2 separate regions of the Canis lupus genome follow, and region 2 is linked to region 1. Evidence: chromatin contacts called from public Hi-C data. All regions are on one chromosome and are shown on one strand. The core of a region is the stretch at or near the end of the contact, and the rest is flanking DNA. Distances in the headings are between cores, read along the strand shown.

Region 1 (5,819 bases), core at 1,954-4,453:
CTAGAACAACCTTAATAGCACCTAATCATTTCCTTTACTTACCTTCATGATGTTCTGCTAGTACATACAATGCACCACTTTTCACATACTAGGATTTTGCTTCTTTTTCTCAAGGGTATCAGCCAAGTCAGTCTTTGACCAACCCTTCTCCCAGTCTACCCACTTTTCTATGGGCTCTGTACAGAGACTTTGGGACGTAAGAGAAACCAAAACAAAAGACCTCGGACTTATCAAGGCTTGGCAATGCCTCCCCCTACCACTGTTCAAGATCCAAACCCCACCCAGATCCCCTTCTAGCCTCCACAGCTGCAGATCACCTGTACATTTTCTCTCTTCTTAGTCTAGGTTCTGCTTTTAGGAAAGACAACCAAGATTCTAGAGTTCGGCAAGAACGTAATTTCTTCCCATCACGAGCACCGACTTAGACCTAGTTGGGCTGAAGCAGCAGGACCTGGTATACAGTACCCTGGAGGCGGGCCTCCATCCCAGGGTTTGCCTGAGACAGAAAATCAAGTTCATACGATACTTTCTAGTTGTAAGGGCAGCCCAAGCTTCATTCTCTCTAACATCTCTGGTCCTCTCTACCTTCTCCAGCTTCTCCAGGAGGTGACAAGCTTTCTCATTTTCTCTCCATTTCTCTTACCCTTGGCCTAGGCATCAAAGCCAGATTTCCTCCTCATTCTTTCTCCCTTCACAACAGACAGCAAGTGGTCCTTCAACTGGCCACATGTTCAAAGATCCTTTGTTCCCAAATATTCCAGGTAAAGGTAGCACCTGTAAAGACCTTAGCAACTGAAAAAAATATGCAATTATTCTAACGAAGTCTTAAATCAATTCATAAATATGCAAATAAACTATGCCTTCAGATGTGTAATGTTTTATCCTAAATTAAAACACACTAGGAACTAACAGAACCTTTAATAAGTTAATTGCAAGCATTAGCAACGTCTATAATTATATTAATTCTGTACTGTAATGTTCAACATCAGTATTTCCTCTTCTAAGCTTCCCTTCTTCACTCATAACCACCACCACTTAACAGTATTTACCAAGTACTCAGCGCTTTACGTATCTTAATTTATGTAAGGCTCTAAACAACTCTAAATAGGCAATACTTAGTATGCTTACTTACAAACGATGAAACGTGAGCATACAGAGGTTTAGGGAGTTGCAGGGGTCTGTCCAAAATGATAATAACAAAACTGGAACACAAGAGTCTGGCTCTAGAGTGTTGTCTGTTAACTACTGTTATGCTGCCTCTCATATCTTCTTCATCACACTTATATTAAAACTGCTAATAAACCACTAGAGGGCATAGATTGTGGCCGTCCTTTGCAGAGCTATATCCTCAGTACACAGAAGTCTTGCAGCTCATGAATAAATCATTGTTGAGTTCTTCACAGGTGTGCTTTCCCTTCTAGACTAGGCTTCTATAGACTCAATGAGGAAACGGGACACTAGCTCATCCTTTAAGAGTGCATGTCACAAGAAATGAAAATAAAGGAAGGGGCAAAAGTTCTTGCTGCGTGCATTCCTAAACCCCTGCTGACTGCTGTGTCTTCTATTTATAAAGTCTTGAAGCTAATCACAGAAATGAGAAGCCCCTGTTTGAGATAACGATGGGAGCCACCTTACCAACCTTAACTTTGCAAGCAATCACCAGCTGCCTTGAATGGCCTTTTCAACTCACTAGCAGGCAGACAGGTGGCCTAACATAAAGCATTAGGTGAAGTGTAGAAGCTGTCCCTCACTATGTTAGTACTGCTCCCTGTGTGAGAGAGCTTTGTACTTCACAAAAAACACCAAAAACACCAACCCAGAGTTAGCGAAAGTTAATTCTGCATATGGTTCGTTTGCTTTAAAAATACTCCTTTTAGAGAACCCTTCTGAATGGTAAATTCCCCTTACCTCACTCAAAACCTAGGAATTCGAAAATGAAGCTTAATTCGGCCAAGGGAAACCACATTACACAGCGCTAAGGCTGAACCACACAGAATTTAGAAGAGCAATTTCAGAATGCAACCATCCCTGAATTACTTACCCAGGTATTAGCCACAGTAAATCTCAGCAACGGGCAGGCTTTCCCCCTAAATACGCCACAAATTCTACCGTGGTTATCATTTCCACGCAGAACAATTTCCAAATTATCTTCGGATGCTTAGGCACACACGAAATAAACAAATTCCTTTCTAAATACCAGTTCCTTCCTGACAGTCTTCTGCAGACAACGTCAAAGTTCTTTTTTCCTCCCCTTTCCTTTTTGTTTTTTTTTTTTTTTGTCTTGTTTTGTTTTTTCAAACAAAAGATCGCCTGTTTTAAAACTTCCCTTTCTCACGGAAAAGCTGAAATCGTCCTATTTTGGGAGGTCTGGGTGCCCCGCGAACATCTGCAATAGAGCAGTAAGCTCCCCAGCGCTAGGAACTCCAGCTAAGGCCACACCTTCCAGCCTTCCCGGAATCCACGAATCACAGGGGGGGTCCGGCATCCCAACACCGCCCCGAGCTCCGGGGACTCCCGGGTGCGCCGCCCGGGCCGGCTCCCTGCGGCCGGCCGCCCGCTGACACTCGCCGGCGACTCCGCAAGGCGAAGCCCGGGCGCGGCGGCTGGGGTCCGCGGAGGCCCGCCGGGCGCCAGCGCACACGTCGGCCCGCGCCCCCGAGCTCCCCGGGCCCACACGCCGCGAGTGCCGCCGCCCGCGGGCCCAGCGCGGGTCCCTCCTGCGGCTCGCGGCCCCGCCGGCCCAGGGCCACGCCTCGCCGAGCGCCGAGCCCCGAGCGCCGAGCCCCGAGCGCAGGCCGCCGCCGCCGCCGCCGCCCGTCCTCCCGCGCCGCTCCCCGCGGGCCGCCGGCGCACTCACATCCGTCCGCGTCCTCCTGCAGGTCCTCCTGGAGCAGCGAGAGGTCTGCGCCGAGGGGAGAGAAGAAAGGCCGGTCAGCGCCCCGGGACCCGGCGCGCCGCCCCCGCCGCCCGCCCTCCCGGCCCCGCGGCGCCTCCTCCCCGCGCCGGGACCCCGCGCCGGCCGCCAGTCGGGGGGAGGCGCCGCCGCCGCCGCAGCCGCCGCCGCCGCCGCGCCCGGAGGCCAGGGGGCCACGTACCCGCCATCTTGTGGTCGCCCCCTCCTCCTCCGTCTCCCGGGGAGCCGGGGCTACATGGAGCGGCGCGAGCGGGGAGCCGGGGCGCGCGCGCGGGCGGGGCGGCGAGCAGGAGGGCCGGGCCGGCGGGGGCGCGCGCGGGCGGGGCGGCTCCGGGGCGCGGGGGGGCGGGCGCCGCGGGCCGGCCTGGCCCCGCCCCTCGCCGCCCGACCTGGCCCCGCCCCTCCCCGCCTCGCCCGGCCTGGCCCCGCCCCTCGCCGCCCCGCCCCGCCCCGCCTCGCCCGGCCGCTCTGCGCCGCTCCCGTGCGGCTCCCGGGCGGCCGCTCCTCCGCCTCCCTCGCTCCCGGCTCGGCGGCGCGCGCTCACACCCTGGGCCCGAGGCGCCCTGACGCCGAGAGCCGCCCGGGACCCTGCGGCGTGTGCCCGGAGCGCGGCCCGGGCGGGGCCTCCCGCGGCGCGGCGCGGCGCGGCCCGCTTTGTTGGGTCACCGGCCTCGCCCACCGGCCCTGCCCGGCCCTGCCCGGCCCTGCCCTGCCCGGCCCTTCCCGGCGGGCTCGCCCCCGGGGCTGCACGCACGTCGTCGGCGATCCGAGGCCCGGCGGAGGCCGCGGGGCCCACCCTCCGGGGGCAGGAAGCGCCGCCTCCCCGCGCGCCGGGGCCCTGGCGCAGCGGCGGCGGACAAAGCGCGGGGTCCTGCCGCCAGGCGGCCGACGGACACGCTCATCCCGGCGCCGCCCGCCCCCGGGCCTGCCCGTCGAGCGCTGACCCAGCGGGAAGAGCTCCAGCGAGGGCGCGCGCGGGCCTGGGTTCGGATCCCCGTCCTGCCGTTTTCTTGGGGGGTAGCCCGTGTGCCGGTGGAGGGGGAGCCTGCGCCAGGATTACCGCGGCCGGCGACGAGCGTGAGCAACCCAGCAGGGCACTTGCTACCTGGGACGTGGTGCCCCGGGAACAGCCCTACGATTAGCTCCCCCCACCCTTTTTTAAAAAAATTATTTTTTTAAATTATTGATTAAATTTGTAATTTATAATTAAATTTAATTTTAATTAATTAAATTAAAAAAATTTTAAGTTATTAATTTAAAAATTAAATTATTTATTTATTCATGAGAGACAGAGAAAGAGAGAAAGAGGCAGAGACGCAGGCAGAGGGAGAAGCAGGCTCCTTGCAGGGAGCCCGACGTGGGACTCGATCCCGGCCCTGGGCACTAAACCGCTGAGCCACCCGGGCTGCCCGCTTTTTTTTTTTTTTTTTTTTTTTCACTTTAAATAGTTTCGCTAGCACTTCATGTGCACGACTGAAATCACTATTACAGATTTTATTATCGCCGCTTTTTTTTTTTCTTTTTTAACATGTATTAAGGGATTAGCTCAAGTGCAAAGTGGAGGCTGAACCCAAGTTTTCTGACTCCCATTCCACACGGTCCTATCTCCGAGACTCTAATCTATTCCAGCTCCACCTACGGGCCTCAAAAATGGTAATCTCCCAAAGTGGAGAACAAAACACCCAATCGTTTGAAGGATACCACATTGGCTGGCCTGGTGTCTTGGAGAGAGGAAATTCTGAATTATCAGCTTGTCCCTTTCTGCATTGCGGTCCTCACGGAGGACACTATGCAGTTGACCCTTGAGCGACATGGGTTTGAACTGTGTGTAGGTTTAAAAAAATAAATATATTGGAAAAATTGGGGGAGATTTGCAACGATTTAAAAATGCTCAACAGGACAGCCCGGGTGGCTCGGCGGTTTGGCGCCGCCTTCAGCCCAGAACCTGATCCTGGAGACCCGGGATTGAGTCCCACGTCGGGCTTCCTGCATGGAGCCTGCTTCTCCCTCTGCCTGTGTCTATGCTTCTCTCTCTCTCTCTGTATCTCAGATAAATAAATAAATAAACAAGTAAATAATAAATAATAATAAATAAGTATCTTTAAAAAAAAAAGCTCAAACAGCGTAGCCTAGAAATTTTGGAAAAACTTAAGTATTATTGTAAGGATGCAGTATATAATACATACTATATACAAATCAACTAAGTTATTGGTAAGGCTTCCAGTCAACAATAGGCTATAAAGTTTGGGGGAGTCAAAAGTTTTACATAGACTTTTGACTGCAAGGGGTTGGGCACCTTATCCCACTGTATGGGCATTTAATGCTGTTGAAAATCAGACTTAAGGATCGGATCAATCCTCTGAAATTCATAATGCTGTGTAATAAAGTGGGTTCCACATAGGTATTCCAAAAACTTCCCTCTCAGATATTAGAAGGTAGAACAGATTGTATACATTATGTATTACATTTCCAAAAGCAATAAAAATAAGAATAGAATCTATTACTCCAGATGTGTGTCTAATTTTCTCAAAAGTAGAATACAGGCCAAACTCATTATATTTTTTTCTTTCCATTGCAGAATGCCCTTATGTGAATTCAGCTGATGCTAAACCGTCAAAATGACAGAAATCCTTAATGGCAATTGGAAATTCACAAACTATTAACAGAATCCAGTCCCAGTTGACTCAGTCCATGAGAGTTCGGCCCTGCTTGCGGGTATTTGTCTTGACCACCTACCATTTTAGCAAAAAAAGAGGGGGAGAAGATTTGGCTCTTTGCACTAACTGCTGCTCTACAAATAACACAAAATCTACAGGCTTCCAACTCTACTTCAGCCACTGGAGATACAAAGATGACAAAAACTATCTGGACAATCTACCCAGAAGTCAGATTTATAAATCTCAGT
Region 2 (5,819 bases), core at 1,550-4,049, 260 kb after region 1:
TGTATAATTGTATACATATATAGTATACATATTGTATACATTATACATATGTATAATTGTATACACATATAGTATACATATTGTATACATTATACATATGTATAATTGTATACACATATATAATTGTATACACATATGTATATACATATGTGTATAGTTGTATATATGTAATATATACATAAGTATACATATAATTGAGTATGCATATACATGTATATATGTATTCTGTATATATATTTGCCAATACTTTAAGAGAACTTTATGTGCTACATTAATCAACGTAAGAGCAAACAGTAAACATTAGGCTCCACCTTTCTCCATTCCTAACTTAAATGTCAAACAACACACAGACCAATTACATTTTAATTTGTCTTAATCACTTTCAGTTGTCGTTGCATTAGGGCTTTGGGAAAAACAAAAATGCACAGGATGGAAAATCGGGCAACTCCCCTTCTCAAGTTTAGCTCTGTTACTGTCGTGAGATGCTCTCACCTGTGTTTTCATCCCCATATTTGACAATAAAAGTACAACTTGCTGTTATTTGGTAGTTCTGAGAAGGGTGTGACGATGTCTGTAAAGCTCTTTGAACTGCTAGAAGACGTTAATAAATACCAAAGCAGAAACCTCTTCAATAGTGAACTGTTCAATGAGGGATACGATGATTCGGGAGAACTCTGAATCATTATCAATGCAGTGCTCTAAAACAGGAACAGAGGAATTATTCCAAAGATGTTTCAGGTATTCTCAGATGACCAGATATTTAAATTCTCATAGAGGTTTAAGACTATATGATATCTGAAGTCACCTCGAGGAGACAAAAACAGTCGATTTCAAAGGTCATGGCTTAAAAATAGGCCCGGGCTGCTTCATCAGGCTGGAAAACTGGAGCATATGCACTTCAGCCTTCCCATGGAATTCAGGGCGAACGCGAGCCGCCGGCGCCTGGGGAGTGCGCGGGAACTTCCGCAGCACGCGGGCCCGGGATCCTCAGACGCTCTCCGGTCGGTCGGTCGGGGCGACGACGTCCATCTGGCGGCGGAGCAGCCGGTTCAGCCCAGGCGAATCTGCCCACGGAAACCCGGCGTCTGTGGCCGCCGACGGGCCGTCTCCTCACGCTGATCGCGTGTGAGACCCCGTCCCACGCGGTGGTCGTCAGCCTCTCTTGACAAACGCCCAGTTGTGGTATTGTCCCTGGACGATGACTGAAATCTCAAGATAAATTTCGTGAACGAAAATAAATCCAAGGGGAAAAAAAAAAAAAAAAAAAAGAAAAGAAATCCGAGGAAAGGGGAAATTAGAACGCACTTTCGAACGAGGCTCTCACGGCTTAGGCTGCGTGCCCGTCGGAGGTAGCGTCCGCCGCGGGCGCCGCCTCAGGGCCTGACCCCACACGGGCGCGGCTGCACCGAGCGCGCGGGTCGAGGCGGCCCTCGTGCCCACGCTCATTCCGGACCAACGCGGCTGCCCCGCCGCTCCTCTGCGGCGCCTCCTGGGGGCTCCGGTGGCCGCCGCACCTCAGGCTCAGTCGCGGCACATCCACCGTCACACCTTCGCTCCCGGGGCTTTCCTCCCTCGCTCAGTTTGACCATCCGCCGAACTCGCTTCCAACACGACAACGTGGCTTGGGCCCGTCACTTGACAAAACCGAAGACCAGGCGCCCGCAACCCAACGGGGTGGGTGGGGACCCCCACTTGCAGCTGGGTAAGGGTGCTTCGTCAGGGCTCCCCGACGGCGGCGGCTTCCTGACCCGGGGCAGCTTCCTCCGTCGGCTCCGCATCGCTGGATGCAATTCAGGAAGCGGCAGACGTTCCGCTGGAAAACGACGGAGAATGTAGAGGGATGGGTGGACTTAGAAATTTCAGAAATCTTGGTTTTATATTTCTAGGCGGGGGACCTCAGGTCAGTTTTCAAAAGTTTTTTTTAAATTTTTTTTTTTTAATTTTTTTGTTTTTCAGCGCAGACGAGACGCTGAGAGCCAAAAACGGCTGTCAGCCGGCCCACCCCAAGCGCCTCCAACGGACCTCATCACCCTTCCCGCCCACCCACAGCCAGTACTACAACTCCCGGCAAGCATCACGCAGTGCCGCAAAAAGACCGGGCCCCACGGGCATGCCGGGAGTTGTAGTGAGTGAGCCTGACTACTTTCTCCTTCTCTTAAGCGTTCCCACTTGGAAGACAGTAATGCGCTGCTAACAGCCGGTTCTCCAGCTTCGCCGTCGGAACTAAACGTGAGCGAGGATTGCGCCCTCCCGCCCCGCGGTGCACACCGCGTCGCTGCCACGGGGCTTCGCTCCGCCCTCCATCCACACCCGTTCCCTTGACAGTTCGAGCTCCGAGCGGCCGCGAGGCCCCGAGCGCGCAGGCGCAGTGGCCGGCGCCGCGCAGGGCAGGACTGGAGGGCGGGACGGGCGCTAGGGGCCCCCGGCCGCCGGGGCGCGCACGTAAGCACGCAGAGGCCGTCACGTGGGGTGCCGAGGATCGCAGTGCGCGTGGCCGCGGCGGCTGGTGTGGGGTTGAGTCAGTTGTGAGGCCCGGAGCTGCTGACCCAGCGGGCGGCCCAGGGGTCCGGCCACAGAGCGGCAGGCGTCGGGGGTTCGGGCGCCGTGAGCCGGCCCCATCGTAGAGCTCGGCCGAGCCGCCGCCGCCGCCGCCGCCGCCGCCGCCCCCCGCCCCCAGCCAGCAAACCGCCGCCGCGGGCGCGCCCCCGCTCTGCGCTGTCTCTCCGATGGCGTCCGCCTCCGGGGCCATGGCGAAGCACGAGCAGATCCTGGTCCTCGACCCGCCCACCGACCTCAAATTCAAAGGTAGGCAGGGGGAGGGCAGCTGTCCGGGTGGGGCGGGCGGGCGGGCGGGCGGCCAGACTGGGGGCCGCTGGGGGGTCGAGGGAAGGTCGGCGGCCGGCCGCGAGGGAGCGTCCCCTCCCCCACGCCCCGCACTCTCCATTCTCGGCGGCGCCCGCCCCGGCCCTCGGCCTCCGGCCCCGCGCCCGGCCCGCGCTCGGCCCGCGCCCGCCCGCGCCCGCTCGCGTCTCCCTGCGCGCGCCGGCCGGGGCGAGGCGGAGGGGCCCGGCCCTGCCGCCGCCGCCGCCGCCATCTTGCGGTCCCGCGGGGGCGCCTCCCGGGGGCTGCCCGCGCCGCTGGCCTCGCGGGGCTGCGTCCTTGGCCCCCGCGGCCCGTCGGGCGTCGTCTGGGAGGGGGCGGGTGGGCGGTGGCCCTTGAGCCTGCGCTGGGTCCGCTGCGGGCGCGCGGGGGCCCCGGGGGTGGCGCCGGCTGTCAGCGGCGGTGGGAGGCCCGGGACGCGGGTCCGGGAGCAGCGGCTGGGTGGAGCCGCCCCGCGCCCCGCGCCCCGCACCCCGCGCCCCGCACAGGGGCTGCCGCCCACCGTGTCGCTGGGAGGGGATGGGGCTGTCGGGTTCGAGGCGCTGCGGGGAGGCGGAGAAGCCCGTGAAGTCCTCCAGTTAGGACCGACCCGGCTGTGCTGGCCGAGACCCAGGCGCGTGCGGGCAGGAAAGCTGTGCGTCAGCCCGCGGGCGGAGAGTAGTAGGTGAAGAGTAGACGCCTTCCTGGTTCTCCGGGACGGCATCTGGGCTCTCCTTCCCGCGGGCCCACCTGCCGGGCGCTCTCGCTCTGCTTGTCAGCTTAGCCCTTGTGCTGCGGAAGCTCCAGGGTGCGGGGCTCTGCCTTTAGGTTTCTGGTTTACGGGGAGGCTGCTCAGGTGTCCGTCGGCTCTGGAGCGCCCTGGGTGCACTTCGCAGCGATGCTGTGGTGAACCAGCGGTCCGACTTGGTGATCCCCGAGCAATCCGAGGCGGCTCTTGGCCCCGGTGGTGTTCAGAGTGCAGGGTACGTCAGGGAAGAGAGTTAGGCTGGTTTCTTTTTAGGAATGCCGGAGGCCTGGGCAGTTCCGACAGGGAAAGCGGATTCCTTCCCGTCTTGGTTTAACGCGTAAAGTGAATCGCCTTTTGGAAGATTCACGATCTTGTTTGAGCGGCTCTGAGGGGAGCGGTGTTTGCGAGGCGTGTAGCCATTCCAGTGCTTACAACAAATTAAATCCTTTATTGTTGTACGAGATTGAGTCCAAAGGGAAAACAAAAGCTTTCCATAGACAACGCTTTGAATAGTTTTAGAGATTTTAAAATATTGTTTCCTGGCATTTATGAGAGTAGTAGATAGGTCCTTTATCTTGCAAGCTTTTTAGGACATTTGCAGATTTCTTTGAATTGGGAATGTGAGCTGCTTGTTCAGTAAGGATTTGGTTTTAAGACAACTCCAATAATTTGAGGGGCACTAAGTGTATCTTACCGGAACAAGTTGACGTGTGTGGCGTTTCACATGGCTTTAGCTGAAAGGAAAAAGCACCTTTGGGGAATCATGAAAATTACCTTACTTAGATTATTTTTGACTGGAGGGATTTATTGTAACCTCTGTAATGGTGTGTGTGCTTTTGAGAAGTTAAAAGAATTTTTGCTTTTACTTTTTGACAGGCTGAGTTTACAGAGGAAATTTCCTCTACTGGTGGATGTCCATGCGTGTATTACCTTTAGGGACTTTAGAAGCCTTTGCAACCGGCTTTAGGCCAGAAAATGTGCGCAGAATTTGAAGCTTTCTCCCTAGAGAAGTTGTCATGTTGCCATAGTAAGAGACTAATAATAGTGGAGAAGCAAGCTAAAGAAACAACTCAGAACCCATACAATAACGTTCATATATTACATTATTTTAGTTACTGAAGAGTTATTAGTCATGATTATGGAACAAGTTTTTCTTGTGTTATGAATGAAAATAATTCACAATGACCATTTTTAAAAGTTTGGATATCAGTGACCACTTTTTAAAATTGACTTTTAAAAATGTATTTCACTGAAAAGTTTATGAAGACATATTTGGTTGGGCCACTTAGTGAACACTTACTGAAAGCTTTGTGCCATCCCTATATTTAATTAAGAGTATTCAACTAAGTAATTCAACAGTTATCAGATTATATTTGGGGATTCAGTACTAAACAAGGTGGGAAAAGATGTACAGTTTGTAGTTTAATAGAGAAAGCGTCCAGTAAAACAGTGAAACGTGTTAGGTTTTTTCTTTGTCCTTGAAGAACTCAGACTTGTGAGGGAGACCAAAGGCACATAGGTGCTATTAACAGAGGCAGGACTGGTATGAAGAAACCCCCAGGTTTCTTGGAAGAGGCTTATTTTCATTTGGGGGGTGGGGGGAAAGGGATGGGCAAGGGAGTGGTTGTTTACTCAACTACTGATGTAAGAGAATGTGTGGCTTATTTATTTATTTTCTCTCTTAAAGCAGGCTCCATGCAGGAGCCCGATGTGGGACTCGATCCCGATCCTGGGACTCCAGGATCAGCCCCGGGCCAAAGGCAGGTGCTAAACCACTGAGTCACCCAAGGATCCCCGAGAATGTGTGGCTTATACTTAGTGGTTTGAACTGTGCTTTTCTGTTCCAGGGTGGGATAATGGGGAGGATTGGGGAATAGGAGGGGTAGGGTGAATTAGGAGAGATGACCTTTGATGTCATTTGATTCCCTTCTTCCTAATGTTCTTTTTCTAGTCAAAGGTAAATAATTTGCTTTGATGGAAACCTCTCCATATTCCAAAGCACAGTTCAACACTAAGTGAGGAGACTTATTTAGAATCCACAGTCTCCTTATCCTTAGTTTGATGATGATATATAGTCATTTCATTCTGACTTGCCCTAAATCATCTGTAGTTTTTAGTTAAGTGTGTTAAAGGATAGTTTGCTAAATTCTTTATCTTTTTTGTAGGCTTATTTGAATTCTTTTGAACTCTACACTTGACGGAGATCGTTTCT

The links. A called contact is a pair of places that touch in the nucleus more often than the background predicts.
Region 2: a Hi-C map of blood shows a contact between it and region 1, with 4 times the contacts expected there. The contact joins the promoter of LOC119876458 here to the promoter of PPP4R1 in region 1. A contact is called at or near these places in 2 of 9 Hi-C or Micro-C datasets (amygdala and blood).

What each region holds. Positions count from the first base shown.
Region 1 is chr7:75,666,810-75,672,628 of UU_Cfam_GSD_1.0, forward strand. It overlaps PPP4R1 (serine/threonine-protein phosphatase 4 regulatory subunit 1), which reads right to left and starts at 3,204. Exons shown (of 20, transcript XM_038543861.1): 1 at 3,096-3,204; 2 at 2,858-2,902. The coding sequence starts at 3,102. It overlaps LOC102152025 (a long non-coding RNA gene), which reads left to right and starts at 3,780. Exons shown (of 2, transcript XR_005362682.1): 1 at 3,780-3,991; 2 at 5,493-5,819.
Region 2 is chr7:75,928,081-75,933,899 of UU_Cfam_GSD_1.0, forward strand. LOC119876458 (homeobox protein engrailed-2-like) reads right to left here and starts at 2,800. Exons shown (of 3, transcript XM_038543877.1): 1 at 806-2,800; 2 at 493-698. The coding sequence starts at 2,749. The coding sequence ends at 2,156. It overlaps VAPA (vesicle-associated membrane protein-associated protein A), which reads left to right and starts at 2,525. Exons shown (of 6, transcript XM_038543874.1): 1 at 2,525-2,805. The coding sequence starts at 2,727.